Regions from separate parts of the Mus musculus genome. Here region 1 is linked to region 2. A link is a contact called in public HiChIP or PLAC-seq data. All regions are on one chromosome and are shown on one strand. The core of a region is the stretch at or near the end of the contact, and the rest is flanking DNA. Distances in the headings are between cores, read along the strand shown. Region 1 holds the start of Clec4a2 (C-type lectin domain family 4, member a2). Region 2 overlaps Clec4a4 (C-type lectin domain family 4, member a4).

Region 1 (6,243 bases), core at 2,216-4,715, 120 kb before region 2:
CCTCATCTCATGTTTTCCTGACACTTATCTCATTATCAGGTTATAAATTATTTCTCTCATTTCTCTCTTTGCTCTACAGATTCTATTTTCAGATTCCTGTAAAAAGCACCATCTATAACCTAAATGTGGCTATACCAATTCTCTCTTTGAAATGGTACAGCAGTTCTCCATGGCATTGATATTTTGCAAAAAAAAAAAAAATGACCACAATTTTTAACTTCTATGTCCACATACTATTGCAATGGGATTTTGCAACTGTCCCAATTTAAATTTAAAAAAAAAAAAGTAAAGTTTTCTGCAAGAGCTGAACAAGAGAATGTGAAAAATGATCTCTGATGTACTCTCCAGTTAAATTTTTTGAGAGCCTTGGCTCATTGCCACCTTCAGTCTTGGAAATCTCCAAGCTGCCATGTAAATGAGCCCAGGCCCTCCTAAGAACTCATATAAAGTTGAGCCACACTGTTCGTCATTCCAGCTGGCCTCCTCTTCCTCAGAGTCTGAGATGCCTGGACACATACACATGCCTAAGCTCAACTAGGACAAGAGGAGCCACTCAGTGGAGATCAGCCTAAATTGCCAAACCATAGAAGCATGAGATAAATAAGTATATGTATTAGCTCATTACATTGACATGGATTTATTAAGTAGAAAACAATACTTGATTAAAGAACACATTTTAAGAGAAATAAATGGTTTTGTATGGGTGCACAGCACATGTTCTACATCCTGCTTGTGTCTACCTAGGGAAATCTCATTTCTTCTTCACTTAGCACTGTGTATTTCAGCCACTCGTGCTTCAGTTTCATCCCTCTGTGACATTCTTGGTACCCACAGTTCTAGGTGTCACCTATTTTAGGAAAGCTATCACAATACAACACTTCCCAAACAATGTTGCAGACCCCAGTTTATTTTCATCAGATATAGTCTTTTTACATAGCCCAGGCTAGCTCCACACTTACTGTCCTACTATCTAACATCCTAAGTAGCTGGGATAATAAGAGATTGCCGTTATATTTAGCTGACACTGATTCATTAACTTTCCTCTACATTTCTTGAGAACAGAGTCTGTGTTCTTCCTGGACTTGGTCTGATACATCATCTGTAATACATTAATGTGTGCTATTACTATATTATTACTATTACTTTATTCTGAGTGTGCAAATAAATGAGTAAAGCATCCTAAATATGTGACTTTTCATGCATTTTTTTAAATTTTTCATACATTCTCAAATCTTTGATGAACAGAAATCCACCCATTTGCTCAGGTTGCTTTTAGATTTCTCATAATACTGGACAAGACAGAAGCAGCTAGGAATTAGCTGAAGAACTCTTCTTGGACAATTTCTTCCTAGCTCTTTCTTGTCTACAAGCTCACATTAGATGAAGGAGCCCTATACACATACAGTTTGACACCTTGCTGCCAATGAGAAAATGTAGATTTGACCTCCCAGTCTAATAAAGACAGCCCCACACAGACACTCACGAGTGTGATTTAGTTTCTATACTGAGAGTGGACTCCATTTTTCCCCAATAATTAAATTTAAGGACAAAGGGGAAGTCACAATAGAATCCCTTGTATTAATTTTCCATGAAGAATATTTCTTCTTCATATTTCCATTAAATGCCAACTGCTAGAGTGGAACCTCTCTTCATCTAAGGCAGACATGGTCCATTGATGTGTGCAGGATACTTACTGATAAAAGCAACTAAGAATGTGATTGCCAGCAGCAGGAGAAGTAGCATCAGGGATGTAAGAAGCAGTGAGGGGGAACCAGGCTTTCTTAGATCACGGATAGGTTTCTCTCTGGGAGCTAGAAGGAGAAGCACATTCATTTCGTGAGAAGTAAGTTTTATCTTTGTTTCTTCTTTTCCACCCTCCTCTTCTTCATTTTCCTCCATGACACATAGTTACTAATAGCAGAAACATTTAAAACAATAAAAAATGCACAGACTTATACTGTTGAAGTAACCGGTATTAATATTTTGAGATTTGAAAAAATACTTTGAATACATATATGTGTGTATACTTACATGTACACATTTATACAAATATATGTAAATATATATTACAAAAATACTTTATTAATGTTTTTCATAGAGTGTTTTGTTTCTTTGTGTGTGGTTTTGGGGGTTGGGTTTGTTTTTGTTTTGGCTTGTTTGTTCATTCATTTGTTTGTTTGTTTGTTTGTTTGTTTGTTTGTTTTTGGTGATGAAAGGTATAAGAAGCTAGTGTCTCTCTATGTAGTCTTGGATGGTCTACAACTCATTATGTAGACAAGACTGGCTTCAAATCTCCAGTGATCCTCCTGCCTCTGCTTCATGAATGCTGGAATTAGAGCACATGTGAACCTTTTAGCAAGTGTTAAAGTACGTATATATAATATGTTTCTCACATGATAACACAACATAAACATTGCCACCTGCCCTACAACTTTTCTTTGCATCAGTATTATAAATATATTTTCAGGTCACTGTACTTTCATAGTGTTCTTTACTGTGGTTGCAGTACTGTATATTTAAATCACTTCCAGACTATCCAAATATTAAAGACAAATATATAATAAGAGATAAATATTTCTAATCATAGTCCACCTCTTGAGCATAATGTCAGTCTGATAACCACTCTCAAATGGCTGGAAACTTTAGCGGAGCAACTGCCTATTAAGTGAGAGGTTTTGCTCTGATCTATCGTATAAAAGAAAAAAAAAAGTTCCTTCAGGATAAAAGCTCCAAACACTGAAACAGTTTTCATGAAGTTACAAAATTCTGTCAAGCGTAGAGGGGAGAGCTCACTATTAAACAATATGATTTAATTTTCAGAAAAATATATGCATTTATGTTCATTTATATAGAGCAGGAAATACAGCAAGATTCAAGGTATAGTTTTTGTAAATAACAAGAAAAAAACCATGCCAAGAAAGCTTTTCCTTCCCACTATACAACTCTACAGCTCTTCAAGTCAATTTACAGTTAAACAGCTGAGACTCCAGTAAAATACCAGATGGGAGCACTCAAAAAATCATTCACAAATACCACCTAACTTTGAGAATGACATTTCCTTTATCCTCCCATCTACATTAAGTACAGACAGGGATTTCTGTTTTGTTTTACCTGCAGGAGATTCTGAGTAGGTGTGCAAGGAGTTGGATTCATTCTTGAACTTCACTTCTGCATAAGTGATTTCTGAAGCCATATCAAGAAAAAATCTTCCTCCGTCAGAAGAGAGCCTTGTTCCTTCTCTAAGGCTCTATAGTATATGAGAACCAATCACTGTGATAAGTTGTCATATTGCACAGTTGTATGAAAGAAGAGACATGTCTCACTAGGATAAACGAGATGAGAACAAGAAACCACAGCATAGAATCACCAGGGCGAGATAAGGGAAATGCAACCTCTTAACATAAGAAAATAAGAATTGTAGCCCTCAAACCCACTCAGCAAGATATGCAAGTACTGCAAAGTGGGAACTCAAAGGGGGAAGGAAAGAAAGAGGAAGGAGGAGAAAGAGGAACCATGCTATTAGAGAACCCTGTTGTAAAACACTCTGCAGCACACATAAATTCACTCACTTCTATATGCAAATGTGGTTTCTGGAAAACCAGACAACATAAGCAAACTCTTAAGGCACAACGATGATTTTGACTGAACAGGAAAATTTTGATACCACATTGTAGTGGACCATTAGCCCTCACCATTGTGTGGATTCCCACTTTTTTCTCAGCTGCCACCAGTGTGGGGAAGGCAAAGTTCACATTCTGTTTCTTCTGAAGTTGCTCCTCTGAGCACTCTGCCTCCTGCCATAGATTCATAACTACCTGCATGGGGACTCTCCACTCACTTTGCTACTGGACATGCCCAGAGCTCCTGAAACAGCTCTGGATAGTAGCAGTGGTTGGACTCTCTCCTCTCCTTGTGCCTCTCTTCCCTTACTCCCAGCCCTCCTCAGCTCATGCTTTAAATGTTCACTGCACTGTTGGGAATAGTTGAGAGAATAAAATGGATCACAGAGTACAAGAGGGGACACTTACTTGAGCTGCTGGAGATGGAATCATTTGAGTCACTCCCACAGACATCTTCCAGCTCACAGCCACATGCTCAGCCTTCAGTTCTTCCAAAGACTTCCCTTCTTTGAATCTCCTCTAGCTACTTCCATGTTACACTACACATAACAATCAAACAACATGTGCATGCATAAGACACACAGAGAGAGAGAGAGAGAGTTTGTATTTACTGGTTTTCTTTTGCTTTTATATCCAAACATGCTGAAAACCATGGGTTAACACTATTACCCCCATTTTAATGTAAAGCCACAGGTTTCGTTTTATTTCCAAAATTTGGCATTTCTAATCTACATCTATGAGTAAAAACAAATCTATGCTCATTATCTCTATCTCAAACTCCCAAGTGATAATCTCTTGGATGCTCCCATCTCTTTCCCACAATGTTGCTCACACTTCACTTAGAGGCCTGTACTTTCTGGGTGGACTCCAAACCTCAGGTCAAGCCTATGTCCCCTAAGCTGGATGTGCTCTCATTCCTGGTGCTGATCTCTGGGAAGACTCCACTCAGCCTCCCTGGGTTTTAGCACACCACCAAGGTCACCTTGATGGGCAGAAACTCTCAACACCCTGGAAGGTACCAAGCAGCGACACAGAGATATCCCACCAAGCAGACAGCATTCTCACCTCACGATTCTCTGAAAGTGACACCATTTCTGCCTTCTGTGCATAGATACACTCCTCATCCTACTTGACTGCTAACACCCAATGTCAGGCCATCCACAACCAGGCATGGATATTCTCGTTACCTTAATAGACAGTAACGTCCCACAGTGAGTTTTCCACCATGCACACTCTTTACCCATGCCTGGTCTACCCTCTGCAAGGAAGCTTGTGGTGAGAATTTTGAAATTTTTACTTCTTTTAAAAAACATAGAAATATAAGAATATATTTTCATTCTGAATCTCAGGTGCAGCAACCTGTGCTTGTTTCAGACTTCCCACAGCAGCTGACGATAATTAACCTCATGATCTGGTGGCGGTGTGCTTATTCCAGTTTCAGAAAGTTTCTGCAATTGTGTCATGTTTGGAATCCTGGGAAATTTTCAGAGAGTATATAAATTCTAGAGCCCCGATAGGCAGAATTGGTGGTTAGTGGTTGTGAGGGGGAGGGGTTTTCAGATTATTAGTAGTCATGCTCAAAGAAGAAACAAGCAAGAGATTAGATTCAAGGATCTCTATCTTTCTCTTCTTTCTATCTCTCCTCTTTCTCCTATCTAGTTATATGGGGGTGAAATGATGAGGAGCAGAGATAAATGGTGGGAAAAGGTGAACCCAAAATGTAACAACAAATGGCAACTCAGCCTGTAGCTCAAAATTTAAGGATAAAATGAAAATTTTGATTTCAAGTGCCATAAAAGAAATGTTGGGGGGGGGGGATATGGGTATTTAAGAAGCCAGCAAAACGTTTATTGCATCTACTACTACTGGGGTATCTCTACTTTACTCCCAGAGGGATTTCTCTTATTTTTTCTTTTCCTTCTTCATATATTTTATTTCAAAAAAGACTTGAAAAACTGGCTGAGGAGTTAGAAAAACTGTGACTCGAACTGAGGGGGCACAAAATACAAAAAAAAAGGCGGTGTAAACAAAAGGGGTCAATCTATTCTTTTGTTTCTGAAAGGAATGTAAAGTTGGCTGTGCAACTGGAAAAACTGTGGGTGGAGATGGAAGCACAAGAGAGCAAGGATCATTGAAAAGGGAGAACATAAAAGGCTCAGGCCCAGTGACTGAGCAAGAGAATGGAGACTTCCCACAGGAAGAATGAGGAAAGAAATTGTGCCAGAGGGTGGATGGGTCAGAGAAAAGCTGAAAAAGCAGGAGTACAATCTGATGAAACAGGCCATTTTGAGGGAAAGGGTTAATTCCTAACCAACTGTGCTGCCAGAGTGGGTGGAGGGGCAGCCCAGGGTTATAGACCACCACAGCTTTCCCAAAAGTTATACAACTAATGTAATGATGAGGAACAAGGTTATGAGAAGATAGGATGGTATCCCATAGAAGTAATAGCTCTAATGAATTTTAAAGAAGCCATAATTTCATAAGAATGCACTAAACTTATGCAAAACAAATTCTAAATAACTGAGGTTCTCAAAGTAGAGTTATTCCCCAAAACTGGAAGGGATTGGTAACAGCAGTATTAGAGGTTAGACCACAGTTGCAATGACTAACCTGGCAGACAGAA
Region 2 (6,556 bases), core at 333-2,832:
TGTAGCAAATAAATGTTATATATATGTCCCTTGGAGGGGTAGAATTTCTGGAGGTGTCACCATCCCTGATTTCAAGGTGTACTACAGAACTATAGTAATGAAATCCTCATAGTATTGGCATAAAAGCAGACACACTGATTAATGAAATTAAATGGGAGACTCGGGGTAAATCCATACACTTATGGACACCTTATTTTTGACAGAAACCAGAACTACACAATGGAAAAAAAGAAAGCATCTTCAACAAATGGTGTGAGTCTAACTGTATGTCTGTATGTAGAAGAATGCAAATAGATCCATATCTATAACCAGGGACAAAACTCAGGTTCAAGTGGATTAAAGACCTCAACATTAAACCAGACACACTGAACCTTATAGAAGACATAAGGAATATCCTTGAACACATTGGCACAGGAGACAACTTCCTAAACAGAACACTGATAGTGTAGGCACTTAGATCAACAATTAATAAACAGGACCTTATGAAACTTAAAAACTTTTTCTGTTAGACAAAGGACACTGTCAATAGGACAAAATGGTAGCATACAGAACAGGAAAAGATTTTGACCAACTTCACATGCAACAAGGTGCTAATATATCCAAAATATATAAAGAACTCAAGAAACTAGACATCAACAAACCAAAAAAATCCAGATCTGAACAGAATTCTCAATAGAGGAATATCAAATAGCTGAGAACCCCTTAGAGAAGTGTTTAACATACTTAGCAATCAGGGATATACAATTTAAAACTACACTAAGATTCCATCTTATACCCATTAGAATGCCTAAGATCAAAAACTCAAGTGACAGCTCACAATGGTCACAGCGCAAGGGGAACACTTCTCCACTGCTGGTGGGAGTGCAAACGTGTACAGACACTATGGAAATCAATATGGCTGTTCCTCAGGAAATTGGAAATCAATTTACCTCAAAACCCAGCTGTATCTAACTTGGGAATATACCCTAAAGGTTCCATCCTACCACAAGGACATTGTTCAACTGTGTCAATAGAGGCTTTATTCATAATAGCTACAAACTGGGGGAAAAAAAAAAACTAGATATTCCCCAGTGAAGAATGGAGTTTTTAAAATGTGTTACACTTTTATTGTATATTGGCTGTTAATTAAAAGATAATCTTACTACAACCCACAAACCCAAAAAGACTAAATATCAAGGAGGCACATGAATCTCCTTGGTAAGGGGAAATATAATAGATCTTGTGGGTAGACTACGGGGCAGATGGAAAGTAGAACAGGAAAGATCAAGTTGAGGAGATGGGAGTGAGTGAGTACAGGGAAAGATGACTGGATTGTGGGCATTTGGGGATCGATGTGGAAAGTAATGCAATGGAAAGTCCCTGTGATCTACAAGGGTGACCCTAGTGAAGACTCCTAGTAATGGGTGATACAGAGTCTGAACTGGCTACCTTCTGTAACCATGCAAGGCTCCCAGACATGTGGCTGGCACTCCAACCCACCCACAAAACCTTTGACCTACAATGTGTCCTGCCTGCAAGATGTGCTGAGGTGACACAGAACTTCTGGGAATAGCCAACCAATGGCTGGTCCGACTTGAGGCCCAAGCCACAAGAGGGAGCCCATGTCCAACACTGCCTGGATAGCTAGGAGCTAAGACTGAATAGCCCAGACATATAGGACAAAAGCAAACACAACTGGAAAAAATGTCAATGAAATGATTCCTAATAATTTTCTGCTATACTCATAGATCCTTGCCTTGCCCAACTGTCATCAGAAAGCCTTCCTCCAGCAACTGATGAAAACTGATGCAAAGACCCACAGCCAAACACTAGACAGAGCTTGGGGAATGCAGAAGATGGGGAGGAAGGATTGTAGGATCCAGAGGGGTCAAGGACACCAAGAGAACATGACTAAGCAATGTTCACAGGGGTTCACAGAGACTAAATCGACAATCACAGAGCCTGTACAGACCTGCACGAAGGCCTCTGCATATATGTTATGTTTGTCTAACTTGGTGTTCTTGTGGGACTCCTAACAGTAGAGTGGGCTTGTCTCTGTGCTACGTCCACTCCAGTGCAGTCTGCTGGGTAAGCCTAAGGGCCTGAAAGCAGTCACGAGTGGAAGAGTTTCAAGGAAACTTTGCCTCCTGGAACCTTGGCATTCCCATAGCCCATATACTCAAAACCTGTCCCTGCGTTAGTCTGGCATTTGGATCCATGTGCTCTCTTTCAGTATTGTTTTATTATAAGTGCCTTTAAGGATTGATTTTTGACATATAGCTAAGCCTCCACTAGTGTTCCAATGGTTCCTAGAAAATCGTTGAAGCTGATGGTGAGCTTGGAATTCAGTAAGAATGTTACCTGTTCAGTAACATTCAAATTCACTTCTAGTAGAGACAGTGAAAATAATCAGGCATTACACAGTTCAGAGGTAGGAGAGCTCAGGGCTAGTCTGCATAGTAATTACTTAGGACAATAGCTGAGTCACACCCAAACACAGGAATGTACAATGACCTAGCAAATAGGTGTGTTGTCTCATGAAAGAGTTAGTGGAAGGGAATTCCCCTGGTGCAGGTTTCTTCACTAGGCCCAGAGGAATAGCATAATCAGGTATTTACTAAAGAACCCCTGGTGGTGGGTTTAACAATAGACTAGCATTACATCATAGCATTCACCTGGCTCCATTTTAAGTTGTAAACTCGGACTATGCATTCCTTTTGTTTTGTGTCACTGTAACTTGGTGGATGTGTATGCCTGGTTTTTTTGTTTTTCTTCTGTAATAAAAAGTCTGGCGTTCGTTTGGACAATACATTCAGACCCAACACACTTAATCGTGTCCTGTCTGTTTGTCACCCCATTCTCGCCGACTCCATGTCCACTTGCTGGAACCCCTGATTCCCACGGATTGAGGGGAGCTGACTAGGCTCAGTCCATGGCATCTCTGACACTCTGCCTGCTCTTGGGTCCATTTTCCTCCTCCTGGATTACTTTGGCCTTGAAATCAGGTCTGGTACCTAGTCTTACTGTAACCTGTTATGCCAGGTTCTATGCATATCCCTGGGAGTCCCCCTCTTTTTTGGAGGGAAGCAGAGGAGGTGTGGATCTGGGGAAGAAGGGGGTAGGAGGCAGGGACTGGGAGGAGTGGATGGAGGGGAAATGGTGATTGGTTGTAATTACTGAAAGAATAAGTAAAAGAGAAAGACAGACAGAGACAGAAAGAAAAAGGATTTATATGAAACTATTACACTCTACAACAGCAAACATACACTTAGGTACATTTATTCTTACCTTCCATGAGTGAACCATTTTTTATGCAGTTCAATTCCTTGTACATTATATTTTTTGCAGCTTCTTTTTCTTCAAGAAGTTGAGAGTACTTTTGAAAATAAACTGGAAGAAAACAACCAAAACCACTCATTTTCATGATAGAAGCATACCTTTCTATTTCTTTATTTACTGGTACAAATATCTACAACATCCACATTACATAAGTAGACAGAGCCTGACTACAATTCCCATCACCCCATAGTCAATGGAATCCTCAGCCTCCTAATTTGAAACCACAGATACTTTTCAGACTCACAGAAACACAAGTGACTTGAAAGGCGGGATGAATCCATTATCATGGCTCTAAAGGGAGTGAACCATATCCTTCAAAGCTGAATGTAAGATGAAAATGTTAATTCTTCCAGGAGATGAAGCAGAGATAAATAGTCATATTTAAGGATGTCAACTACCTTTGCATTGGGAGGAAAAGGAGTTAAGTAATTCTGAGTAGTTATAGGTTATTTTAGAATGGGAAGTAAGAAAAAAACCAACAAGTATCTACAAGGCATTGCTTTCTTTCTTAAACTCACATCTTTTCGTCTGACTTGCTCCTCCATGTACCAGACTCTCGCTCACTCAGAATCAAACTGACTGGCCTCTCCCTCTACATCTGAATGACTTCACTCTCCTGCCTGTGTCTTTGTCCTCCTTATTCCATCACTTTTGCTTCCTCCATTTCTCCAACACCAGCTCTGAAAAGGGTCATCAGTAATATCCCAGGGCACACATTGGCCTTCTTGGCATTGGACTTGAGCCCAGTTGTTCTCTTTCCCTTCAGCCCTTGAACCATTGCTCTGTCAGGTTTTGCCTCACCTTTTGACCATCAATTCTTGTCTTTTATAATCTCTTCTCCCTCCATCCACCCCTTTAAAATGTAACTTTCTACAGCCCTATCATTATGCTTCGTTCTCATACAAATTCTTCCCGAGTGATGTCATGTATTGCTTGTCATATGATTGTCATGTTTTGTCAGCTGTCTATTTGTATGAGTTTTTTTGCTCACTAAACACAAACATATTAGATTCACCTCAATATGCCTAAAACTAAAGTCAACATCTACCCATGTAAACTTATAATTTATCATATATTCTCTACCTCTTTGATCAACTTCATGGTTACTGAGTTTTCATCATAAGAATATTAAAGTCGGAAATCAGTCTGGTGATTTCTCAGAAAATTGGACATGGTACTACCAGAGGATCCCGCAATACCTCTCCTGGGCATATATCCAGAAGATGTTCCAACTAGTAAGAAAGAAACATGCTCCACTATGTTCATAGCAGCCTTATTTATAATAGCCAGAAGCTGGAAAGAACCCAGATGCCCCTCAACAGAGGAATGGATACAAAAAATGTGGCACATTTACACAATGGAGTACTACTCAGCTATTAAAAAGAATGAATTTATGAAATTCCTAGGCAAATGGTTGGACCTGGAGGGCATTATCCTGAGTGAGGTAACCGAATCACAAAAGAACTCAAATGACATGTACTCCCTGATAAGTGGATATTAGCCCAGAAACTTAGTATAGCGAGATATAAGGTACAATTTGCAAAACACATGAAACTGAAGAAGAACAAAGACCAAAGTGTGGACACTTTGCCCCTTCTTAAAATTGGGAACAAAACACCCATGGAAGGAGTTACAGAGACAAAGTTTGGAGATGAGACAAAAGGATGGACTTAGGGCTGGAACATTCTGTGGTTGTTCTTGGAACAGTGTGTCAGTGGCCCGCTTTAGACCCCCTTTTCTTCTCAGGGGGAGATGCCCAATTCAGAGATCAGGACAATAGTGTTGTCTTAATAGCTCCCAACAGATGCTCACAGTCATCTATTGGATGGATCACAGGGGCCCCAATGGAGGAGCTAGAGAAAATATCCAAGGAGCTAAAGGGATCTGCAACCCTATAGGTGTAACAACATTATAAACTAACCAGTACCCCAGAGCTCTTGACTCTAGCTGCATATGTATCAAAAGATGGCCTAGTCAGCCATCACTGGAAAGAGGGGCCCATTGGACTTGCAAACTTTATATGCCCCAGTACAGGGGAACGCCAGGGCAAAAAAGTGGGAGTGGGTGGGTAGGGGAGTGGGGGGAGGGTATAGGGGACTTTTGGGATAGCATTGGAAATGTAAATGAGGAAAATACCTAATTTAAAAAAGGAAAATAATAATAATAATATTGCTGATGAGGAGGACTGAGAAAGTTTTAGTTTTTAGCTACGTGAATAAAGATCCTTGATTTAAAGAAAAAAAAGAATATTAAAGTCACATTTTACTTCTTAGACCCCTTAATTCCTAGACTCCATACTCATCAAGCATCTATTTCCTTGGTCCTATACCTTTTACATCTCAAAGCTGCCTCCTTTCATGTTCCCCGGACACTTATTTCATTATCAGATTACAAATTAGCCCTCTCATTTATTTCTTTGTCCTAATAATTCTATTTTCAGATTCCTGCAAAAACACCATCTATAACCTAAAAACAGCTACACAAGTTCTTTATTTGAAACAGTACAATGGTTCTCTATGGCATTGAGGGTTTGCAAAAAATAACCACAATTTTTAACTTCTGTATTCACACACCATTGCAATGTGATTTTACAACTGTCACAGTTCAAATTTAAAAAAAAAAAATGTTTCCTGTGTGAGCTCACCAAGAGAATGTGCAAAATGAGCTCTGATCTACTAATTTTTTTTGAGAACCTGGCTCATGGCCACCCTCAATCTTGGAAATCTCCAAGCTACCATGTAAATAAGCCCAGGCCCTCCTAAGGACTCATATAAAGGTGAGACACACTGTTAGTCATTCCAGCTGGCCTCCTCTTCCTCAGAGCCTGAGCTGCCTGGACACATACCCATGCCTAAGCTCAACTAGGAGAAGAGGAGCCACTCAGTGGAGATCAGCCTAAATTGCCAAACCATAGAAGCATGAGATAAATAAATATGTGTATTAGCTCATTACATTGACACGGATTTATTAAGTAGAAAACAATACTTGATAAAAGAACACTCTTTGGGAGAAATAACTGGTTTTGTATGGGTGCACAGCACATGTTCTGCATCCTGCTTGTGTCTACCTAGGGAAATCTCATTTCTTCTTCACTTAGCACTGTGTGCTTCAGCCACTCATGCTTCAGTTTCATCCCTCTGTGACATTCCTGGTACCCACAGTTCTAGGTGTCACCTCTTTTAGAATAGCTATCACGATTCCTAGTTCACAACCCTTCACAGGATTACAGATTTAACAT

The links. HiChIP or PLAC-seq counts read pairs in DNA pulled down with a chosen protein or histone mark.
Region 1: an H3K4me3 HiChIP or PLAC-seq map of bone marrow-derived macrophages shows a contact between it and region 2, with 2.8 times the contacts expected there. The contact joins the promoter of Clec4a2 here to the enhancer-like site in region 2. A contact is called at or near these places in 1 of 39 promoter capture datasets (macrophages), 1 of 484 Hi-C or Micro-C datasets (the CH12 cell line), 2 of 115 datasets of contacts at active chromatin or transcription factors (bone marrow-derived macrophages and embryonic stem cells) and 3 of 9 other capture datasets (embryonic stem cells, liver and macrophages).

Annotation. Positions count from the first base shown.
Region 1 is chr6:123,120,538-123,126,780 of GRCm38.p6, reverse strand. It overlaps Clec4a2 (C-type lectin domain family 4, member a2), which reads right to left and starts at 3,465. Exons shown (of 6, transcript NM_011999.4): 1 at 3,112-3,465; 2 at 1,695-1,811. The coding sequence starts at 3,193.
Region 2 is chr6:123,000,822-123,007,377 of GRCm38.p6, reverse strand. Clec4a4 (C-type lectin domain family 4, member a4) reads right to left here. Exons shown (of 6, transcript NM_001005860.2): 3 at 3,268-3,369. Among named protein-coding and RNA genes, the nearest start is that of Clec4a4, 14 kb to the right of the region's middle. Within about 2 kb of position 1,582, at least 12 of the 459 cell types and tissues checked have an H3K27ac peak or open chromatin away from gene starts, as enhancers often do. A contact at or near this core is called in bone marrow-derived macrophages and embryonic stem cells, where this site is marked.